7 separate regions of the Mus musculus genome follow, and regions 1, 2, 3, 4, 6 and 7 are each linked to region 5. A link is a contact called in public promoter capture Hi-C data. All regions are on one chromosome and are shown on one strand. The core of a region is the stretch at or near the end of the contact, and the rest is flanking DNA. Distances in the headings are between cores, read along the strand shown.

What was found. Promoter capture Hi-C pulls out the DNA fragments that hold promoters and counts their contacts. Capture Hi-C pulls out chosen DNA fragments and counts their contacts.
Region 1: a promoter capture Hi-C map of liver shows a contact between it and region 5, with 3 times the contacts expected there. The contact joins the promoter of Dact3 here to the promoter of Dmpk in region 5. A contact is called at or near these places in 11 of 39 promoter capture datasets (the C10 cell line, cranial neural crest, embryonic stem cells and 4 more), 5 of 115 datasets of contacts at active chromatin or transcription factors (astrocytes, cardiomyocytes, embryonic stem cells and 1 more) and 1 of 9 other capture datasets (liver).
Region 2: a contact with region 5 is called in a promoter capture Hi-C map of second pharyngeal arch cranial neural crest. The contact joins the promoter of Napa here to the promoter of Dmpk in region 5. A contact is called at or near these places in 7 of 39 promoter capture datasets (cranial neural crest, embryonic stem cells, hippocampal neurons and 3 more), 2 of 115 datasets of contacts at active chromatin or transcription factors (astrocytes and embryonic forebrain) and 1 of 9 other capture datasets (liver).
Region 3: a contact with region 5 is called in a promoter capture Hi-C map of liver, with 6 times the contacts expected there. The contact joins the promoter of Ap2s1 here to the promoter of Dmpk in region 5. A contact is called at or near these places in 6 of 39 promoter capture datasets (cranial neural crest, embryonic stem cells, liver and 2 more), 5 of 115 datasets of contacts at active chromatin or transcription factors (astrocytes, embryonic stem cells, kidney and 1 more) and 2 of 9 other capture datasets (embryonic stem cells and liver).
Region 4: a promoter capture Hi-C map of liver shows a contact between it and region 5, with 4 times the contacts expected there. The contact joins the enhancer-like site here to the promoter of Dmpk in region 5. A contact is called at or near these places in 5 of 39 promoter capture datasets (cranial neural crest, hippocampal neurons, liver and 2 more) and 1 of 9 other capture datasets (liver).
Region 6: a contact with region 5 is called in a promoter capture Hi-C map of embryonic stem cells, with 6 times the contacts expected there. The contact joins the promoter of Strn4 here to the promoter of Dmpk in region 5. A contact is called at or near these places in 9 of 39 promoter capture datasets (cranial neural crest, embryonic stem cells, hematopoietic stem and progenitor cells and 5 more), 6 of 115 datasets of contacts at active chromatin or transcription factors (embryonic hindbrain, embryonic stem cells, forebrain and 1 more) and 1 of 9 other capture datasets (embryonic stem cells).
Region 7: a contact with region 5 is called in a promoter capture Hi-C map of stem cell-derived epiblast-like cells, with 5 times the contacts expected there. The contact joins the enhancer-like site here to the promoter of Dmpk in region 5. A contact is called at or near these places in 5 of 39 promoter capture datasets (the C10 cell line, cranial neural crest, hippocampal neurons and 2 more) and 1 of 115 datasets of contacts at active chromatin or transcription factors (embryonic stem cells).

What each region holds. Positions count from the first base shown.
Region 1 is chr7:16,873,927-16,876,626 of GRCm38.p6, forward strand. It overlaps Dact3 (dishevelled-binding antagonist of beta-catenin 3), which reads left to right and starts at 1,391. Exons shown (of 4, transcript NM_001081655.1): 1 at 1,391-1,747. The coding sequence starts at 1,499. 9330104G04Rik (RIKEN cDNA 9330104G04 gene) reads right to left here and starts at 960. Exons shown (of 2, transcript NR_152128.1): 1 at 286-960.
Region 2 is chr7:16,097,194-16,099,893 of GRCm38.p6, forward strand. It overlaps Napa (N-ethylmaleimide sensitive fusion protein attachment protein alpha), which reads left to right and starts at 1,387. Exons shown (of 11, transcript NM_025898.4): 1 at 1,387-1,581. The coding sequence starts at 1,484.
Region 3 is chr7:16,737,175-16,739,874 of GRCm38.p6, forward strand. Ap2s1 (adaptor-related protein complex 2, sigma 1 subunit) reads left to right here and starts at 1,270. Exons shown (of 5, transcript NM_198613.2): 1 at 1,270-1,364. The coding sequence starts at 1,362.
Region 4 is chr7:16,363,161-16,365,860 of GRCm38.p6, forward strand. All of the region lies in intron 5 of Sae1 (SUMO1 activating enzyme subunit 1), which reads right to left. Among named protein-coding and RNA genes, the nearest start is that of Sae1, 23 kb to the right of the region's middle. Within about 2 kb of position 1,416, at least 149 of the 459 cell types and tissues checked have an H3K27ac peak or open chromatin away from gene starts, as enhancers often do. A contact at or near this core is called in liver and stem cell-derived epiblast-like cells, where this site is marked.
Region 5 is chr7:19,082,559-19,085,258 of GRCm38.p6, forward strand. Dmpk (dystrophia myotonica-protein kinase) reads left to right here and starts at 1,300. Exons shown (of 15, transcript NM_001379257.1): 1 at 1,300-1,596. The coding sequence starts at 1,437. Dmwd (dystrophia myotonica-containing WD repeat motif) reads left to right here. Exons shown (of 5, transcript NM_010058.2): 5 at 1-217.
Region 6 is chr7:16,814,568-16,817,267 of GRCm38.p6, forward strand. It overlaps Strn4 (striatin, calmodulin binding protein 4), which reads left to right and starts at 1,322. Exons shown (of 18, transcript NM_133789.3): 1 at 1,322-2,067. The coding sequence starts at 1,786. It overlaps Fkrp (fukutin related protein), which reads right to left and starts at 2,165. Exons shown (of 3, transcript NM_173430.2): 1 at 2,133-2,165; 2 at 497-559.
Region 7 is chr7:16,760,468-16,763,167 of GRCm38.p6, forward strand. No RefSeq gene overlaps it. Among named protein-coding and RNA genes, the nearest start is that of Slc1a5, 20 kb to the right of the region's middle. Within about 2 kb of position 1,269, at least 73 of the 459 cell types and tissues checked have an H3K27ac peak or open chromatin away from gene starts, as enhancers often do.

The DNA of each region.
Region 1 (2,700 bases), core at 141-2,640, 2.2 Mb before region 5:
TAGTTACAGTTCAGCCAGGGTTACTTAGTGAAACCCTCAAAAAGCAAAACAAAACATAATTATGCTGTTAAACGTTCAGAATAACTTTTTTTTAGATGTAGATGAAGAGCACAGAGAGACCAAATACGTTTCCTAGTGTTACTCTGCCTTAAAGTGGCATAGACTCACCACATCAAAGTTGGTTATTGCCAGATGATCATAAAACATTATAAAAGACAGTTTCACACTATATTTTTCTTTCAATGACAGGCTGTCATAGTTAGCCCAGATTGGCCTCGAACTCACCGCGATTCTACGGCCCCATCCTCCCTTCCAGATCTGAGCTTTTAAGGAGTCAAAGGTCCGTCTGAGAAATGGGCTATTTCACAAACGTTGCCGACACACCGGGTGTAGTGACACATGCTGGCCGCGTGAGGGGGCGCTAGCCCGGCTTGCCCAGTGAGAAGAGGCAGAATGCAGCCTTCGAAAGCAGGCAGGCTCAGATTTAGAACTTCAGAACGTTGAGAACAGAGCATCTCAGAAGACTGAGAACAAAGCCTCTTAGAACCGTGAACAAAGGCCCCTGCGAGCTCAGACTGGTGGAACTCAGCTCCACCGCACCTGGAAGACAAAAAAGACCTCAGATTCTCTTCTGGTCAAAGCATAGAATATTTCACCCAGGGTCTTGTAATTCCGTAAATGTGCTGTTTTGATGAGACAGAAACTCGCTGTGTAATCCAAACTAGCTTGAAATTCACTATGTAGTTTAGGCTGGCCTTGAACTCTCAATTCTCCTCCTGGTTCAGCCTCCCCTATGATGGAATTACAGAGCCGGTTTGAACAGGTCCTGCTTAAAAGCATAATCAAACCGTAAGATGTTCAATCCGCTTTACTTCTGAGGGTCTGGGAAAGCTGCCTGGAAGAGGAGGCGTGATCCGGATTCAATCATCACTGATGATCCTTCTGCGCAGACTCAGAAGCTGAAAGTTTGGGAGGGGCGGCAAGAGCAGCTGCGGAGCTGTCACGTGGATCCAGTCTCTATTTATAGACCACCCTTCCCTGGACCTGGAGAGCCCAATGGCAGCCAGCGCTCGCCCGCAAGGGGGCGGAACCAGCTCCAGAACCAAGCGACTGGCACCAATGAAATTGGAGCAAGGGCGGGCTTGCTTCATTGTGATTATAAAGAAGGCGTGGCCACAGCCCCAGGATCGCCGCACAAAGGGGCGTGGCGAGTCTGATACCCCCGTAGGTAGTCCTGGGCATGCGTTGTTAAGGAAAAATGGGGCGGGGCGGAGCCCTGCGTCACGGAAGGCAACAACCAATAGTAGGTCGTTGTCGTGCCTTCAGGGGCGTGGTCATGTAGATGAGGCGCGGGTGGGCGGCCCAATGGGCGGGCGCCTATGCAGATGAGACGGTGACAGCCCGGCCAGCGGGCGGGCGGGCTGCTGGGGCGGGGAGGTGGGACCGGCGAGAGGGGCGGCCGTGGGGCCCGGCCGGGCTGGGGCGGGGGGCCGCAGCCATGATCCGGGCCTTCTCGTTCCCGGTGAGCCCGGAGCGGGGTCGGCTGCGGGGATGGTTGGAAGGCAGCCTGGCCGGGCTCTGCGAGTTGCATTGGCTCCGAGAGAGGCAGGAGTACCGCGTGCAGCAGGCGCTGCGGCTGGCCCAGCCCGGGATGGGGGGCGCCGAGGCTGAGGACGAGGAGGACGCCGAGGAGGACGAGGATGCGGCAGCGGCGCGCAGGGCCGCAGCAGCCCTGGAGGAGCAGCTGGTGAGGGGTCGCCTGTCCGTGCGTCCATCCATGCATTCCTCCCTCCCCCATTCGTTCCCCCACCTCCCTGCTCCTGTGTCCGTCTGTCTGTCTTGGTAGTGTATGCTCAGCACACCGGTCCTAGGGTAGGGGAGCAGGCAGGGGGAAAGAGATAAGACTGGAGACCTGGCTTTTCCTACCCCCAAATAGAGCTGATAGGGAGGATGCACGGCCTCCGTTGGACTCAGCATGGACCCTGTTAACCGTCCTGGATGCCTAGTGTGTGTTAAACCAAACATTCGTCTTCTTACAGATTTCCTATTTCATGAGGGTTTGAAAGTCCCCATTTTACAGAGAAAAAAACTGAGGCTTAGAGACAGGAAGAGACTCACCCAAGGTCACACAGCCGGCATTCAAACATAACCTCCCTCTGGGCCCCGCTACCCGGAATCCATCTTCATCTTTCCTTAAGTCTCGGGGTGCTTGGAGATCCCTGGAGGGGGCGGGGTGGGGGAAGGGGAATCTTCAGGCCTCTGGAGAGAGAGACCGGCTGCTGAGAAACCCCCGAACAGTCCCTGAGGACCCCCGGGGGCATTTTGATCAACCCAATGACACTTCTTTCTTCTACTTGGTCCCATGGCTCAGTAACACGGGGAGGCCAGGTGAAGATAGCTAGGGAGTGAGGGGAGAGAGAGTATGATTCGCCGAGGAACTCTAATGATGACTTTCAAATTGAAAAGGCTCCAGCTCTTTCTCCCTCCCTACATCACTCCTTGAGTCTGGAGACCCTTTCCGGTTGTTGCTCCAACCTTTCCATACCCCAGCATCTCTGTTTCATTTCCTTAACACAGTCTCTGTCTCTATGGTCTTCCAAGACCTGTAAAGCTTCCAAAAACAGAGGAGATTAGAAATGGGGTCGTGGTCTGTCTCTAGGCCTCAATGTTTTTCTGCCTAATGTCTGTCTCCATCTCTCT
Region 2 (2,700 bases), core at 137-2,636, 3.0 Mb before region 5:
TATCTGCTTGTGGCCATCCAGACTCACCAGCTCTGAGGTCAGTGTACAGTCATGATGAGCACAGGTACATTTGGGGAAGTGTTCAATGGGAAAGGGTCAGAGGAAGATGTCTTTTGCCTTTTCCTGTCCCCAACACCCAACTCACATAACACTTTCCTCAAATGTTCCCTGCTAATCAGCGAAGTTCAGTAAAGAAGAGATACAGATTCCTGCACCACAGCACACTATAGGGATTGGAATCACTGTGGGCAGGGCCCTGGGGACTGACCTTTAGAATAACTGTAGATTTACAGAAAACTAGCCTATGCTAGTTCCCACATAGCAGTTTCTGTCCTATAGTAAGATGTTGCTCTTACTATAGCATAGTGTATTTAGTACAGATACTGAACCACTGTCAATAACTGACTGTCCATGCTTTATTTAGACTTTTCCACTAATTTTTAACTGTGTGTGTGTGTGTGTGTGTGTGTGTGTGTGTGTGTGTAGGCCAGAGGTTGATGTCAGGAGTCTTCTTCAGTTGTTCTGCACCTTAGTTTTCGAAACCAGGTCTCTCTCTGGCCCTGGAACTCATTGATTCTGCCAGACTGGCTGGCCAGCAAGCTCCAGGCATATGCCTGTCTCCCACCCACCCATTCCTGTTACAGGTGCCCGCTGACACACCCAGCTTTTTACATGGGACTGAGTATCTAGTGACATTCTGTGTGTGGCACTGCAAGATACTCCCTAAAGGCATTGTGTGTGTAGGTTAGAGAACAATTTGGAGGAGCTAGTTCTCACCTTCTACTATGTGGGTCCCAGGAATAGGAATATGGTTGTTAAACTTGGTAGCAAATGCCTTTAGCAGCTGAGCCATCCAGCTAGAAATGGAGACCTTCTGGATTCCCCAAGCCAATTCTAGAGACGATCGCCAGAGGGAGTAAGAAGGTTCGTTTTCACTGCACAGTTTTTTCCCAAGTGACTATGACGTAAAGCGAAACAGGAGGCGGAGCTAAACTGCTGGGTCAGTCAAACCTGGAGCATGAACCTAGAGGCGTCACATGAGCGCCGCGACACTGGTCAGGTGATTAGTGTGACCCAGTTCCGCCGAGGCGTGGCAGAACAAGTCTATAGAGCCTGCTGATTGGTTGGAGGGAGTCAAAGGTCGCGCTTTGGGGGCGGTGGGCTCTTGGCGGTTCGGGCTTATGATTGGCTTATTTGGTGTCACGTGGCAATGCGCTTGTGGGGGTTCCAGGAGGCTAGCGGCGTGTGCTCACGTGTTGGGGGGGGGGGGGTCAAGGTGCTGAGTGCGGTAGCCGGAGGGGGCGTGCCGGGAGGAGAGTGCCTCGCAGCTTGAGCCCACTGGTTGGTTCGCAGGGTTCACGTGGGGTGGCAGGCCTGGGTGACGTCAACGCAGCGGGCGGAGCTCCGCTGAGTGCGCGGTGTCCGGGGCCTGTGAGTCGTCGCCAGGCTGTGTCGGGCCTGAGCCGAGCAGCTGCGCGACGTCATGGACAACTCCGGGAAGCAGGCTGAGGCTATGGCGCTGCTGGCTGAAGCGGAGCGCAAGGTGAAGAACTCGCAGTCCTTCTTCTCCGGCCTCTTTGGGTGAGCAATGGGCGAGGCTGGGCCCAAGGCGGGGAAGAGCGGGCTCTTCTGCTCTGCACTTTGGGAGCCCCTCAGCGGCCTTGCAGGCCCTGGCCGTGGCCCTATGGCTGACGACACCCGCTGACTGGTGGCCGCGCCTTTCCCAGGCCGGTGCCCGTGGATCTGTGCGGCCCAGGCTGCCGGGGTGAGGACACCAGACCGAGGGGACCCGGGCTGGGGCGTCCTTGGGCATGATGAGCCGGAGTACGAGGTGTGAGGGTGAGTGGGGCCCTGCTAAGAGTGACTGATGGCGAGGCCTGGACTGAGAGGTGGAGACTTGTGCTTGGGGAACAAGCATGAATGGACAGTGACACTGGTTTTAGCCAAGACAATGGTGATGGGAGGATGAGGCACACAAGAGAATCATTAGGGTGGTAGGACCACCGCCTACTAGGTGGTCCTCAAGTCTGGAGTCTGAACACACCCAGGAGGTGGCAAATACCTCACACAAAGTTTATGCAAGTTTGCCATCTTCAGCCATATTAACTTAGGAGCAGCAGAACCCATGCTTGGGATGCGATTCCGAGGTTTCTTTATCTTAAGGGAGTAGGTCTCTCTGAAAGGGCTTGTTGGTAAAAACTAACTGCAGAAGTTTGTTATGAGTATAAACTATGTGTACTGTGCTCAGAATTGAGTCTGGCCCTCTGAAAGGCTCATCAGGCAGGAAGAAGCAGACTCAGAGAGTGTAAGATGCTGATGGGGAAACCAAGATGGTAGGAATTGGAGTGCTTGAGGGGTCTGGGGAGAGGGCCAGAGCCTTGGGATATAGGAGGGGGTAGGGGGAGACGACACTACATGGCAGCAGGCAAAGCTCTTGAAGGAACAGGCAGAGAGGAACACTGGGGAAAGGTCCAGGCAGGTGTTGAGGAAGAGCTGTGCAGGGGTAGGACACAAAATCAGAAGCCTCCAAAGCAAGGATGGAAGGATACAGAAGACAACCAGGAAGTTGGGGAAAGCTCTGGGAGAGACTGTTATAAGCTGGGTGAGGACAGAAAGACATGAAGGGGAGGGAGAGGATGAAGCCATCCCTTGTTGTTTGCCATCAGATAATGTTTAGCAAAGGAACTTGAAAAATGTTTA
Region 3 (2,700 bases), core at 20-2,519, 2.3 Mb before region 5:
CCATGTCTCAAAAGTAAAATAAAATAAAATAACCTACTTTTCCTAAGACTGGTGTGGTGGCATATGCCTATACTGTAGCCCCTTTGGTGGCAGAAGCTGCAGGATCAGGACTCCAACTGATCCTCCCCTACAAGGCTAGTCCTAGGCCAGTCCGGGATACATAAAACCCTGAGCTTAGGGGCTGGTGAGATGGCTCAGCGGTTAAGAGCACCAACTGCTCTTCCAAAGGTCCTGAGTTCAAATCCCAGCAACCACATGGTGACTCACAACCATTGGTAACGAAATCTGATGCTCTCTTCTGGAGTATCTGAGTACAGCTACAGTGTACTTACATATAATAAATATTTTTTTAAAACCCGAGTTTAAAGGAAAAAAAAAATCACTGGAGGGAAGAGTGAAACATGCCTTCTGAACGTGACAGAGATGATGCCAAACCTTACAGCAGCTGGGAGTTACTGCTCAAGGCCTGTAGGAGACCAGGCCCATCAGCATTTCACCACAGGTGGGCACGGATTGAGATGCTGGAGAGAAGACTCAGTGTTTAAGAGCTTTTGCTACTCTAGCAGATTCGGCTCCCAAACTCCAGTTCCTAGGTTCTTATGCTGTCTTCCACCTCTGTGGACACTGCAGGCATACTATAGACTTACCTACATGCAGGTGAGAACTCAAATACATAAAATAAGCAAAAAATTAAAAACCAGTCGCCGAGGGTGCGAGGGTCATATTCCCAGTAGTGTATTCTGTTAAAAGATGCCCATGCCCAAGTAAGTAACGCTCACATCCGCAACCCCAGATCAATGCCGTGGGTCACACGCTCCGCAAGAAAAACATACATGAAAAAAGGAACACTTTGGGGAAGAAAGGGTTTTGGTGGAGGAGAAAGAAGTAAGCTAATAATAATGGGGAAATATTATCAAAGCACATTATATGTTATAATTTAAAGCAAAGTTGAAAAGAAAAAACTACTATTCCCAGCATGTCCTTGCTGGTAGCTTTGGGATCGAGGAGCACTAGAACCACATTTCCCGAAATGCAACGCTCACTCAGTCTACTTTTAACCTATGGAAATTGTCCTTATTCAGAGTCCTTCATCCACAATGCATTTGGTACTCGCATTTGGCGACTAGGTCTCTTGATAGGAAAAAGGGCAGTCGCAGAGCATGCTGGGAAGGCGTTAGACCGGGGCCACCCTTGCCAACGCGTGCGTTTAAACTACAACTCCCAGAGGGCCGTGCCCGAGAAGGAAGGCGGGTTCTCCTGCCGGAAGTCAGTTCTAGCCCTGGGCCCCACAACTGCAAGCAGAGCCGGAGCCGCCCTGTTACAGCGGGACCCGGGCCTCTGGGGTCCAGACAGGGGTCGCCATGGTAACGGGGGGAGCGTCGTACCGGGGACAGGCAGAGGGGGGTGGTTCACGTACGGTCCCCGGGGTTTCGGTTTGGAGGTGACAAGCTTCCTCCTGCTGCGGATGATCCGGGCCGGGCGCGGGTTCTCGGGATTGGGGTCAGGAATGGGGATCAGGGGCTGGATGCTGCGCTGCGGGGTGTGCTTGTGGTTCCAAGCAAAGGATTTGGAGGGGAAGGAGTGTCCAGGGGAGGGACTGCCTTGGTGGGAGACATTTGGGGGTGATTTTGAAACCACAGAGGCGGGAGAAGATATTGGAGATGAGGAAGGGATGATGGAAAAGAACCAGAGACTCTACAGACAGGGTAGAGAGGGTTCCTTATGAGAAGGAAGGAGCTGGTTTTAAGGAGAGCTAGTGTTGGGGCAAATTGGATATGGCCAGGGTAGATGCTCTCCAGGGGAAGAAGAGGACCCTGGAGGCCGGAAGTTAGCCCCTGTAGGATTAGAGTTAGGCTGCTGCAAGAGGAGAGAGGGCTGTAGCAGTAGAAAGTGGATTCTAGAAGAAAATGGGGAGCAACTGAACAGAATGTTCCACAGAGGAGAGGTCCGGGGTGCAGAGTAGACTTGGAGGCGTCACATTTGAGGAGGGGGAGCTTTGGGAGAAGGGCTGAGCACTGGATTTAGGGGAACCTCCACCTCCAAGACGGGCCTTTTGGAACTAAGAGTTCTTTGGATAGGGACTTGGAGAAGAAGACTTGGGAGGGGGATGTCAGAACAGGAGGTGAGTAGAGGTCTTGGAGGTTCGATGCGACCTTTGTAAAAAGGGAGGCCAGCCTTGGACAGGGAGAAGGGGTGCTTGTAATGAAGGACAGGTGAAGCTTCCCGGAGTCGGGGCCAAAGGTGCTGGGGTCAGGGGGATGGAGGTTACAACGAACAATGTGGGGAGGTGGTCGGGAGGCTCCCTGAGGGTACAGCAGAGGGATGGATGTAGGGACTAGGGGCTGCTCAGATGTGTTCCCAGGAGTGAAACGATTCTCATTGAGGGAAACAGAAAGAAGTATTGGTTGAAGTGGGGTAGGACACAGAGGGCTTAACTCAGCCTTGCTTCCAGCTGTTCTTCCCTTCTGCTCCTGTGCCCACCCCCTTCCCTTCCTGGGTTTCCCTGGCTCAGCAGAAGTAGTTCTTGGAAGGGGCATGTAACATCCTGTTTGTGGTTTTCTGCTTAGGTTGAATAAGGCAGATAGGTTGAGGGAAGAATGAGGCTCGGGAAAGACCATGGAAGCCAGTAAAGAATCCAGGGCTCAGGGTAAAGACTTGGAGGAACTAGCTCTGCTTTCTGGTTGTGATAACTATGGGTCT
Region 4 (2,700 bases), core at 166-2,665, 2.7 Mb before region 5:
CCCTGACCCCAGTATCCAACCAAACACTCTGTATAGACCAGTGCGTTTCCTGTCTCTAAGTCATCAACCTTCCTAATGCTGCAAGCCTTCCTCAGACTGTGCCAGCCAGCCAGAAAATATTCTCTCTCTCTCTCCCTCTCCCTCTCTGTTTTCAAGACAGGGTTTCTCTGAGGAGCCTTGGCAGACCTGGATCTCAGCTCTGTGGACCAGGCTGTTGTTGAACTCAAGGGATCTGCCTGCCTCTGCTTCCCCAGTGCTGAGATTAAAGGTGTGCACATGACTGTCTGGCCATATAACTACTACTTTGCTACTTCTGAACTATAATTTGGCTACTGTTACTAGTCATAATGTAAATATCTGTGTTTTTCAACAGCCAGCCTGTCAAGTCATTCGACACCTGAAAAAGTTGGCGACAGCAGCTCTAAACCAAGCAATCTATTTTTTGTTTGTTTGGTTTTTTTTTTTGTTGTTGTTTTGTTTTTGGGGTTTTTTTTTTTTTTTAAGACAGGGTTTCTCTGTATAGCCCTGGCTTTCCTGGAACTCACTTTGTAGACCAGGCTGGCCTCAAACTCAGAAATCCACCTGCCTCTGCCTCCCAAGTGCTGGGATTCAAGGCGTGCACCCCCACTGCTCAGCTCTGAGCAAGTTTCTTATCTTTGGAATTCTGTTCTCTCAGATCAAGTAACTGATCTATGAAAACTAATGTGCTGTAAAGCTAAGTCATTTAGTTCATCCCACAGTTAATTCCATGATGTAGGTTTAAAACGACAAAGATCTCCTTCAGGGTGGTCATTTTCTGCTGCAGGAAATGCCATTACACTGAACTTTATTTCCTGACTATGTGCTAAGCGCTGGCCTAAGAATAAGGCAATAAACAAAACTTTCCTAATCTCAACGACTAAAACCTAGTATTTTAAAAGCACATTTATTTATTCATTTATTGTGTGTGTACACATACATTCACAGAGGTCAGGGGCCAACTTCTAAGAGCTGATTCTCCCACCATGTGTGTCCTGAACTTGGATGATGTGGTTGGGTGACAAGTCCCTTTACCCATCCAACCAGCCCAGGAACTAAACTCTAAAGGGTACATGGAGTTGTACCTCAGTGGTAAAAGAACTGCCTGTAATACTTAACAGGCCCCAGACACAGACACACACAAAGTAAACACATGCAACTTAAAAACCAAAGTACCAAAAAGATGCTAACAAACCCAAGTGCCAGCTGCCTCCAGTTGGGCCTCTCCTACTGCCCTATTTATCACAGGCTTACGTGTGTTAAAAAGACCCAACTTCCTAGATGTGTGAAAACCACAAGCTCTGTTTTTCCTCTTTGTTTTCTGATGTTTCTAATTTAGGAGCACACCATGTACCTTGAACCCAAAGTGGTTTTACAACAACTGATTGAACCTAGGACAAGTGGGAGGAGAGGGGGACTCTGACAGACACCTTTCACAGGAAACAGGAAGTAGCTGCTTCCCTCACCCCATCTTGCAATCTGAATAGAACCCAACTACTTATTCTGTACAATTTAGGAAACCTTAAAATCTGGGTGAAGGAATTTAACTAGACAAAACTTCAAAATCACAGGGCCACTTGGCCTGGTGTCAGGAAGATATTGGGTGAGCCTGGTCTTCATTCTGAGTTCCAGGTCAGCCAGGACTGACACACTCAAAAAAATTATAAATAAGTAAAATAAAATCCCAAGGCCCTCTCTCTCCAAATAGAGAAGTTGTTACTACCAGGTGGCAAAGCCACAAGGCCAAACACTGCCACACCCTGTCCTTGCCCTGTGTTCTTGGTGAGACACAAAGCCAAGGTCTGGAATCCAGGGGATTGTCAGAAGGAATGTGCTGCATGCTGTGCGCCCTCAAGAGCTCAGGGTTGGAATCCCAGCTGAATAGTCCCATTGTAACAGCTGACTAACAATGTCAGCTGGGGAATATTTTGATATCTTCAATTTCTGCCCTCTGTAAGGAAGACATTGCACAAAGGGCAAAGTGCCGGCAGAGCGCTCAGGAATGGCACACCAAGACTGCCAAGTACTGGCCTGGGGTCCCCACATTCTCCTCATAGTGACAGAAAAGTGGCTCCCAAATGAAGCTTCCATATCCACCCTAGTGGGCATCATCAGAAGGGATTCCAGGGAAACTTCCAGCTGTGAATGGCTAACAAAGCAAGGGCTTTTTCCATATGAATGCAAAATGTGGGCCTCAATCAGAGAAGGCCCTTAAGCCATAAAACCCTTCACACCAGGGCCAAGTGTCACACTTGTAAGAGGGTGTGATTTATAAACTGACAGAGCCGCCCACAAAGCTCCTTTTGTGTTCCTCCATTTGTTAACAATGTCTCTCCCCACCAAACTCAGGCAACCCAGCAGAGAAAGCCTGACTGGGCCTCAAAAAGAAAGGACTCCAGGTTTGTTCACTCCGGGTAATTACAGTCCTGTGAATAGACACTAAAATTAGAGCTTAATAATTCCTCGGCATCAGGCTCACAGATAAAGCTATCCCAACACAAACACAAAAGTAAGGGACAGAAAATGCAGTTTTGTCTTGCTAGAAAACTTAGTCCCAGTGCTGTGGAACCTGCACAGAACCTCTAACCCTCAATGAAACTTTAAATGAATGTTCCAACCAACGGCTTTCCTTAAATATGGGTTTGGTCCCATTATTTCTCAGTTTTGTGAAACCAATACCAG
Region 5 (2,700 bases), core at 50-2,549:
TAACCATATCCCTGTCCCAGCATGTGACTGTTCACTCCTGGGAGAGACTTAGCCCACAGTACCCCTGGGTGAGAGGGCAGGGCAGGGGCCATCCCCACTCCTGCCCAAACTCCACCCCTTGCTATGGTCTGTGATTTTGAAAGTGTTAAATTATGGAAGCCCTGAGGGCCCTCCTTGTTCCCCTGGACCTCTTATTTATACTAAAGTCCTTGTTTGCACAGTGTTTCTGTTCCCTGGGGCAGGGTAGGGTGGGGGTTGCAGTACTTGGCCTCCAAGCTGTGCTCTGACCAAAGGAAGCCCAATCTTAGCTGTTTCCCCATCCCTAGCCCCGAGCAGAGAGCCCTCTGAAAGATGAGTCTCGACCCCCAAAGTCAAGAGGCTGAGATGGCCTTCCTACTAGGTCCTTGGAGATGTTTGAAACTTGTTTTAAACACCAGGACTATCCAAGCATGCTCTCCTTGGGGAGAGGAGGATGCTGGAATTGACTGCACTCCCTGCCTCCTCTGAACATGCCTTTGCAGTCTGCTGCCCCTGGCCCATTTATGACTGGCCATCTAGTGCCAGCTGGAGGTCATGATTTCCTCCCCAGAGAACTGGCCACCCTAGAAAGAAGCTAACTTGTCGCCTGGCTTGCTGTCCAGGCAGCTCCGCCCTCAACCCCTAAAATGTTTCTGTCTCTAATCCTAGCCCAGGCAGGAATGTGGCTGCCCCGGCCTGTGGCCAAGGAGCTATTTTGGGGTTCTCTTTTGCTTAAGGAGGGCCTGGATCCACCACTTGCCTCCCCCAGGCTGGGGCCAGCAGGTCACCCCTGGCCCTGGCGGCTGAGCAAACTCTCTCCTGATCTTCCTTCTACCTCCTGCCAAAAAATGGGGGGGCGGGTAATACAGCAGGCACAGGGGCTAAATTTAACTGTCCCAAAGTCGGAATCCATTGCTGAGTCACGAAGAAGCTGCCCCTGGCCTTTGCCCCCCCCACTACCCCCTCACCCCCTGTTGCCCAGGCATCAGCCCTTTCCCCCAACCCCTCCCAGCTCTGAGTCTATAGACTGGCTCTCCTGGGCACTGACACCTCCCACCTGTAACTCCCTGTGCTCTCTTTATGGGTGGGTAGAGTCAATGGGGGGGGGCAACCCTGGAGTATTACTCTGTCCCCTGACATTGGGCTCTGAAGAGTTTTGAGGGGCCCTGGAAGAAGGGAGTTGGGGTGTTGGCTCAGGAGGGGTTAAAAACTGGGAGGCGGGAGGGGGGCTGGGCCAAGGGGTGGAGAAAAGAGGAGGAGGCCTTAAGCATAGAACTGGCCAGAGAGACCCAAGGGATAGTCAGGGACGGGCAGACATGCAGCTAGGGTTCTGGGGCCTGGACAGGGGCAGCCAGGCCCTGTGACGGGAAGACCCCGAGCTCCGGCCCGGGGAGGGGCCATGGTGTTGCCTGCCCAACATGTCAGCCGAAGTGCGGCTGAGGCAGCTCCAGCAGCTGGTGCTGGACCCAGGCTTCCTGGGACTGGAGCCCCTGCTCGACCTTCTCCTGGGCGTCCACCAGGAGCTGGGTGCCTCTCACCTAGCCCAGGACAAGTATGTGGCCGACTTCTTGCAGTGGGGTGAGTATGGATAGGAAGCCTGGGGTTGGGTGCAAGGCAGAGGTGGGTCTACAGGGCAAGAATGGGCTATGGAGGGGCAGGAGGGCCTGGAAAGGGCTTTTTGTAAGGGAGCCAAGCAGAGCTCATGACCTGACCCCAAGCTCCCCTGGTGAGGCACCAGGGTCAGTGAGGCCACCTATGACTCAGCCAGTGCAGGCTGGGGTGGGCATAGCCTCCTGCTATCTCAGCACCCACACTAGGACCTGGCAGCTTTCTCTTTTAGGACCCTTGGCTCCTCAAACTGGCTTCATAGCCCTCCCCAGTTTCCCAGAGTGTGGGGAGGGACAGCGTGGGGCAGCTGCCAGGGTGTGGCCCATAGGCAGGTGTTTGGCGTCTGCCTCCCCAGCTGCCCTGACAGGTGTCCAGGAGCTATGAGGGCACTGTGACTCACAGAGGCCCTGGGGGAGAACCAGCCCGGCAGACAGGCGCCACCGAGCACCCTTTCTGTTCCCCAAATTAAGAGGAAGGAACAACTTCAGCTTCTGAGTGTGCCCATCCCTAGCACTCTGATCCCGCCCAGCCTTTGTGGGCCAGATTGGTCATCCCTCCTGGCTTCTCATCTGCTTTTGTGGTTCTAGCTCAAGACCTCTAATTCCTCTGCTGACTTAAATGCCCTTCCCCAGAGGTCTTCTCAGGCCTAGTGGACAAGCTTGGAGCCTTATCTGCTCCTGCCCAACATTGAGCCAAAGCTCCAGCTTACCCCAGCTTCCTTACAAGTAACGACCTGTTTTGTTGCTCTGTGCCTATTATTAAGGGTCCAGGTCTTGATTCTTGGCTGTCTGCCCATGTGTGTGACCCTAGTGCATTCTCCCCTCCTCCCCCGTTTCACAGATGGAAAGGTTGAGGCCATCGGTTAGACTGCTAAGCCTGTGAAAGACTTTTTCTCCTCTCCAGTCTTTAGTGTCTCCCTCAACCTTTCTTTTGAAGGATGGGGTTTGGGCTGGCAGGGTAAACTGAGAACTGGGGTGGGGGCAGGGGGTCTGACCCTCTGGGAAGGAGCAGTCCTTTTGTGGCCTGAGCAGCATCCTGTGGGCCCCTCCCCTGCCAGGCCTGGGCGGGGGAGGG
Region 6 (2,700 bases), core at 72-2,571, 2.3 Mb before region 5:
GCTTTCCATTTCTTCCCCCACACATTATATACGCTGAGTCTGATGTTAAATGCTTGTATTCCCAGCACTTGGGAGGTGGAGGCAGGAGGATTGAAAATTCAAGGTCATCCTTGACCACTGCTTGAGTTTGAGGCCAGCCTGGGCTACATGAGACTGTCAGAAAAACAACAACAACAACAACAACAACAACAACAAAACAGTGTTTAAAGATGGCCCAGCAGGTTCTTGATACCAAGGCAGACCTGAGTTTAGTCTCCAGAACCCAAACAATACAAGGAAAGAATCAACTCCGGCAACTCAGCCTCTGACTTCCACACATGCACATGCACACAATAAACAAACACATGAAAAAAATCTAAGCGTATGCATCACTTGGAATTAGCCTTAGCCTTTTCAATCACAGTAGGTACAAAAAGGAGACCCATTCAGGAAAGCCTTTAAGGACATAGAAAGGGCAGTTACCCATGTGATTACTGTGACATCCAGGGACTCTTACCTCCCTAGGTTTCAGGCTGAGGGTGATCAAGAAGAGTGGTTTCACCTTGGGTCATCTGCCCTGCTGAGGGAGGAACCAGAAAGCATCAAATGAGCCAGCCCCTCCCAACAAAGTGCAATTTCATTCTACCCGCCCGTGAAAGTAGCTAATGAAGTCACAGACTCTTTTGTCTATTTGAAGTCCATAAGCCTGGTTACCACTTCAGTCGTCTCAGGAGTGATGTGGTGGGTAGGAGTCATCAATTGTAAGCTATAACTATCCCTCTTCCATGATGGTGTCCAGAAGGGCAGAAGTGACAGCAACTGTTACCATGACAACCTCTTCTCTAGACTCATGCATCCTTTGGAGCTAATCCTAAACATCCCCTATCTTACAGGACCTGATTGCTAGGATCATCAGACTGTGGGAGATTGCCCTGTTATAGTAACCAGGGCATGGATTTAACTGTTTCTCATCTCCCTGGAAATGGTCCAGGCCCTGTAACCATAGCAACTGTCCCACAGCAGCACTTGTCTTCTAAATAAAAACACCTGGTTGGTTTATCCATGGACTTTCCATAAGGGAAGGGGAGATGGTTACCATGGTAATGGCAACTGGGTTGGCTGGGGGAGGAGTGGGACAGAGGCATTCCTCTTAGAGGAATGTCTTTGGGGCTGGGCCTTTTTTCTACCTGAGCTCTAGGTGAGGGGAGGTTGCTATAGTAACTGATGAGGATAGGGTCAGAAGAACCACCAGGGACTTGGGTTACCTTAGCAACCTCCTCCTAGTGCAATGATAGTAGAGGTTTGGGACTCCACATATGCAAACTGGGAAGGGGCCTCCAGATTGGATAGGGTTATTATGACAACCGACTTCCTCTGGTCAGAGCCCACTCCCCACCCCAGGTCGTCTTTTTTGTTTTTTGTTTTTTTTTTCTTCACTAAGTGAAAGAGATGGGGGTGTATTTGCATTTGGAGGGGATAGGACTCTGACATTGGGGAGAATGCAGAAAAAAAAGTCCGGTCTGGTCTCTCGACCGCAAAGGAGACAATTGCGAGGGACCCTGGGTCCTTTGCCTACGTAGAGGCAGTCCCTCCCCCTCCCTGTCAGCACCCCCGCCCGCGCGCACCACCGGGGTCGACCCGGGTGGGTGGGCGAGGCTCGCGCCCAGCCCCGTGCTTGTCCCCGCTCCCCTCGCCCGCCCAGCGCGCGCGCGCGCGCACACGAGGCGGGGGTGTAGAAGTGTGAAGCTGCGCGTCCGCGCAGGCGCGCGAGGTACAGCGGGCGCGCGGGCCGGCCCCGGGGCCTCCATGATGGAGGAGCGAGCGGCCGCCGCGGTCGCATCGGCCGCCTCCTCCTGCCGCCCTCTGGGCTCGGGCACGGCTCCCAACCCGACGGCGGCGGCCCCGGCCTCCAGCCCTGCTCCTGGGCCCGGCCCGGTAGGAAAAGGAGGTGGCGGCGGAGGCAGCCCGGGCCCTACGGCGGGCCCGGAGCCCCTCAGCCTGCCGGGGATCCTGCACTTTATCCAACACGAGTGGGCACGCTTCGAAGCCGAGAAGGCCCGCTGGGAGGCCGAGCGCGCCGAGCTGCAGGTGAGCGCCACCGCTGCCCTCCCGCGCTCCCCGCCCCAGTCCTGCCCGGCCCGGCCTCGCCTCACCCGCCGCCGCCGCCGCCGCCATCTTGGAGCAATGGCCGCCGGGACGGCCGGGAGGGGGCGGGCAGGGCCGGCGACGGGCCGGCGGCGGGGTCCTCGGGGCCTCGGGGCGGACGCGGGCCGGGACCGGTCAGAGGATCTGAGCAGGGCCGAGTCTGCCGGGAGCCGCGAGTGGGAGTGACGAGCCCAAGCCCAGAGAGCCTGTCTGGGCGATGCGACTCGGGGTTCCCGGGGGACAGAGTGCTGAGAAAGTGGATGGGGTCTGCGCGAATAAATATGCCACGCCTCGCCTCCGGATCCTAACCAGATGCTGGCTGTCAGGGTGGAATGGACTAGATGTCTAGTGGGGTGACACACTCTTAACATCCACTGGGTGCAGGGAGTGAAGAGAGGAAGACTGGAAGCTGGCATGGGGTACCTTGGGGGAGTGGCTGGCCCGGAGCAATTGAAAGGTGGGAGGAAGCTTGATAGGAAGGGGTCCCAGGATGAAGTGTGTGGCCTCCTGTCCAAGAAGGACACTTTGGGCACGTGTGGCTACAATGTAGGGACACATTGGGATCGTTTGGGTGGA
Region 7 (2,700 bases), core at 19-2,518, 2.3 Mb before region 5:
GGACGGAGGGGGCGGGGGGAGGGGAGGTGATGAGGACCACGCCCAGCTGGGGAGGGAGGTCTGGTTGACAGAAGGACAAGGAGCAGACTGGAAAGCAGAAGAAATCTGGGCTTGGTAGTGCGTGTTGGTTACCCTAAGCCCTTGGGACTCTGGGGTGAGAGAATGGTTTCAAATCTGAAGCCAACCTCGATGCCACAAGACGTTTTCTCTGAAAAGAGCTGGGGATGGTGGTGGTGCACGCCTTTAATCTCAGCACTAGAGAGGCAGAGGCAGACAAATTTCGAGGCCAGCCTGGTCTACAAAGTGAGTTCCAGGACAGCCAGGGCTACGCAGAGAAACCCTGTCTCAAAAAACCAAAAAAAAAAAAAAAAAAAAAAAAAAAAAAAAAAGAGCTGGGAATGCAGCTTAGTTGGTAGAGCACTTGCTTGGTGTGCAGGAAATCCTGTGTGTGTGTGTTGGGGGGCGGGGGGCGGCAATAATTTTTTGATAAATAAGTCTCATTATGTACTTCTGGCTCTCCTGGAACTCAGCACAAACCTGGCTGAACAGAGATCCAGCTGCATGTCTGTTTCCACCCCTACCCCCAGAAAAGCTTTGCGAAAGAAAGTGGGGGAAGGAGGAAGGCGGGAGGAAGAAAGGTTAGACAGAGCAGGGAGGAAAAGTTGGAAGGGTAGGAGCCACGGAGAAGGGCATGCTGGGAAAGCTGAGGGGTGCTGTGGGCCAGGGCCCCCATCGCACACCCTGGGGCACGCACAGCTTTCACCCACACAGGACACTTGGAGGCGGCTGGAATGTTAGGGGATCTTTTTACTCTGGGATGGAGGGGGATCTGTATGCCCTTTTGAGAGACTTCAGCCGTTTCCAGAGGCACAGCCTGAGGGACAGCCCTTGCTCCCCAGAGCCTTCTATGGGCTGCTTGGAGAACATTCCATTACAGGACCTTCTGGAACAAGTTGAGGAAGCTTGGCAGCCTCCACTGCCCTCGAGGCGGGGTCATTCTTTGCTCCAGCCGCCCCCTCCTTCTTCAGGACTCTCTCTCTCTCTCTCTCTCTCTCTCTCTCTCTCTCTCTCTCTCTCTCTCTCTCTCTCTCTCTCTCTCTCCCCCCCCCCCTTCTATTCTCTGACAGGACCCCTTAGGCTGGTACTTTTATAGAACACTTTAATAGAACACATGGGAATTGATCATTGAAGGCACATGGCCTGCACCGGACAGGAAGAGGTAGTGAAATTCCACCTCTCTCTCTCTTTCCCTTCTTCCGTGCCCTGAGGCTCTTCCCAGGAGGTACCCCAGCCTGTTTTATCCCATCCTCAAAGGCTCTCTTGGGAGGACTCCAGGCTCCAGCTGGATAGGCTGTGGGCTAGAGGTTGAGGCTCTGAAGTGCCCACATCAGAGACCCCCAGCAGGCTGGGCCTCCCTGCAGGAAGCTCAGAGGGCCACCGGTAGGGAAGGGCAGAGCCTGCATACCTGGATCAGGCCTAGTCCAGGGTCCCAGCGCCTGTGTTTGTTCTCAAAGTAGACATTATGTAAGCACACGCAGAGAAAGTTCTACTTAGGACACTCACAGGCCCTAAAGCTCACCGTTTTCTTACTTAAGAGTGGATTCCTGGGTTGGAGAGATGGCTCAGCAGTTAAGAACACTTGCTGCTCTTACAGAGGACCAGCGCCTACACAGCAGCTCACAACCGTCTATCAGTAATTCCAGTTCTAGGGGATCTAACAAAACACCCACCACACAAAATAAAATAAGGATCTTTTCCTTCCATCTCTTCTCTTCTCTTCTCTTCTCTTCTCTTCTCTTCTCTTCTCTTCTCTTCTCTTCTCTTCTCTTCTCTTCTCTCCTCTCCTCTCCTCTCCTCTCCTCTCCTCTCCTCTCCTCTCCTCTCCTCTCCTCTCTTCTCCTCTCCCCTCCTCTTTTCTTTTTTTTCCTCTTCTTTTTCTTCAAGACAGGGTTTCTCTGTATAGCCCTGGCTGTTCTGAAACTAGCTATGTAGACCAAGCTGGCCTTGAACTCACTGAGATCCACATACCTCTAACTCCCGAGCTGGGATTAAAGGTATGCCTTAGCACTACCTGGCTAAAATAAATAACTTTAATTAAATTAAAATAAATAAAATAAAAAGGGTGCATTTGAGTCAGACATGGTGGCATACATACGTCTGCTATACCAGTAGTTGGGAGGTTGAAGCAGGAGAATCAGGAGTTCAAAGCCAATCTTGGTGCCATAAGTTCCTGATTTAAACACAATATGGGCTGGCAAGGTGGTTTATTGAGTAAAGGCAATAGATCCCAAGGCTGATGACCTGTTTGATCCTCATGGTGGAAGGAAAGAACCAGTCTGAACAAGTTGTCCTTAGACCTCAGTCTTCACAGAAAGCTAACCTCACCTTCACACAGCCTTGGGTCCAATAAGTAGGTGTAGTGGATAGTGGTTGTGGTGGTTTGAATATGCTTGGCCCAGGGAGTGGCACTATTAGGAGGTGTGGCCTTGTTGGAGGAAGTGTGTCACTATGGGCATGGGTTTTGAGACCCTCCTCCTAGCTGCCTGGAAGTCAGTAGTCTTCTATTTGCCTTTGGAACAAGATGTAGAACTCTCAGCTCCTCCAGTACCATGCCTGCTCAGACGCTGCCATGTTTCCTGCCATGAGGATAATGGGCTGAACCTCTGAACCTGTAAGCCAGCCCCAGTTAAATGTTGTTTT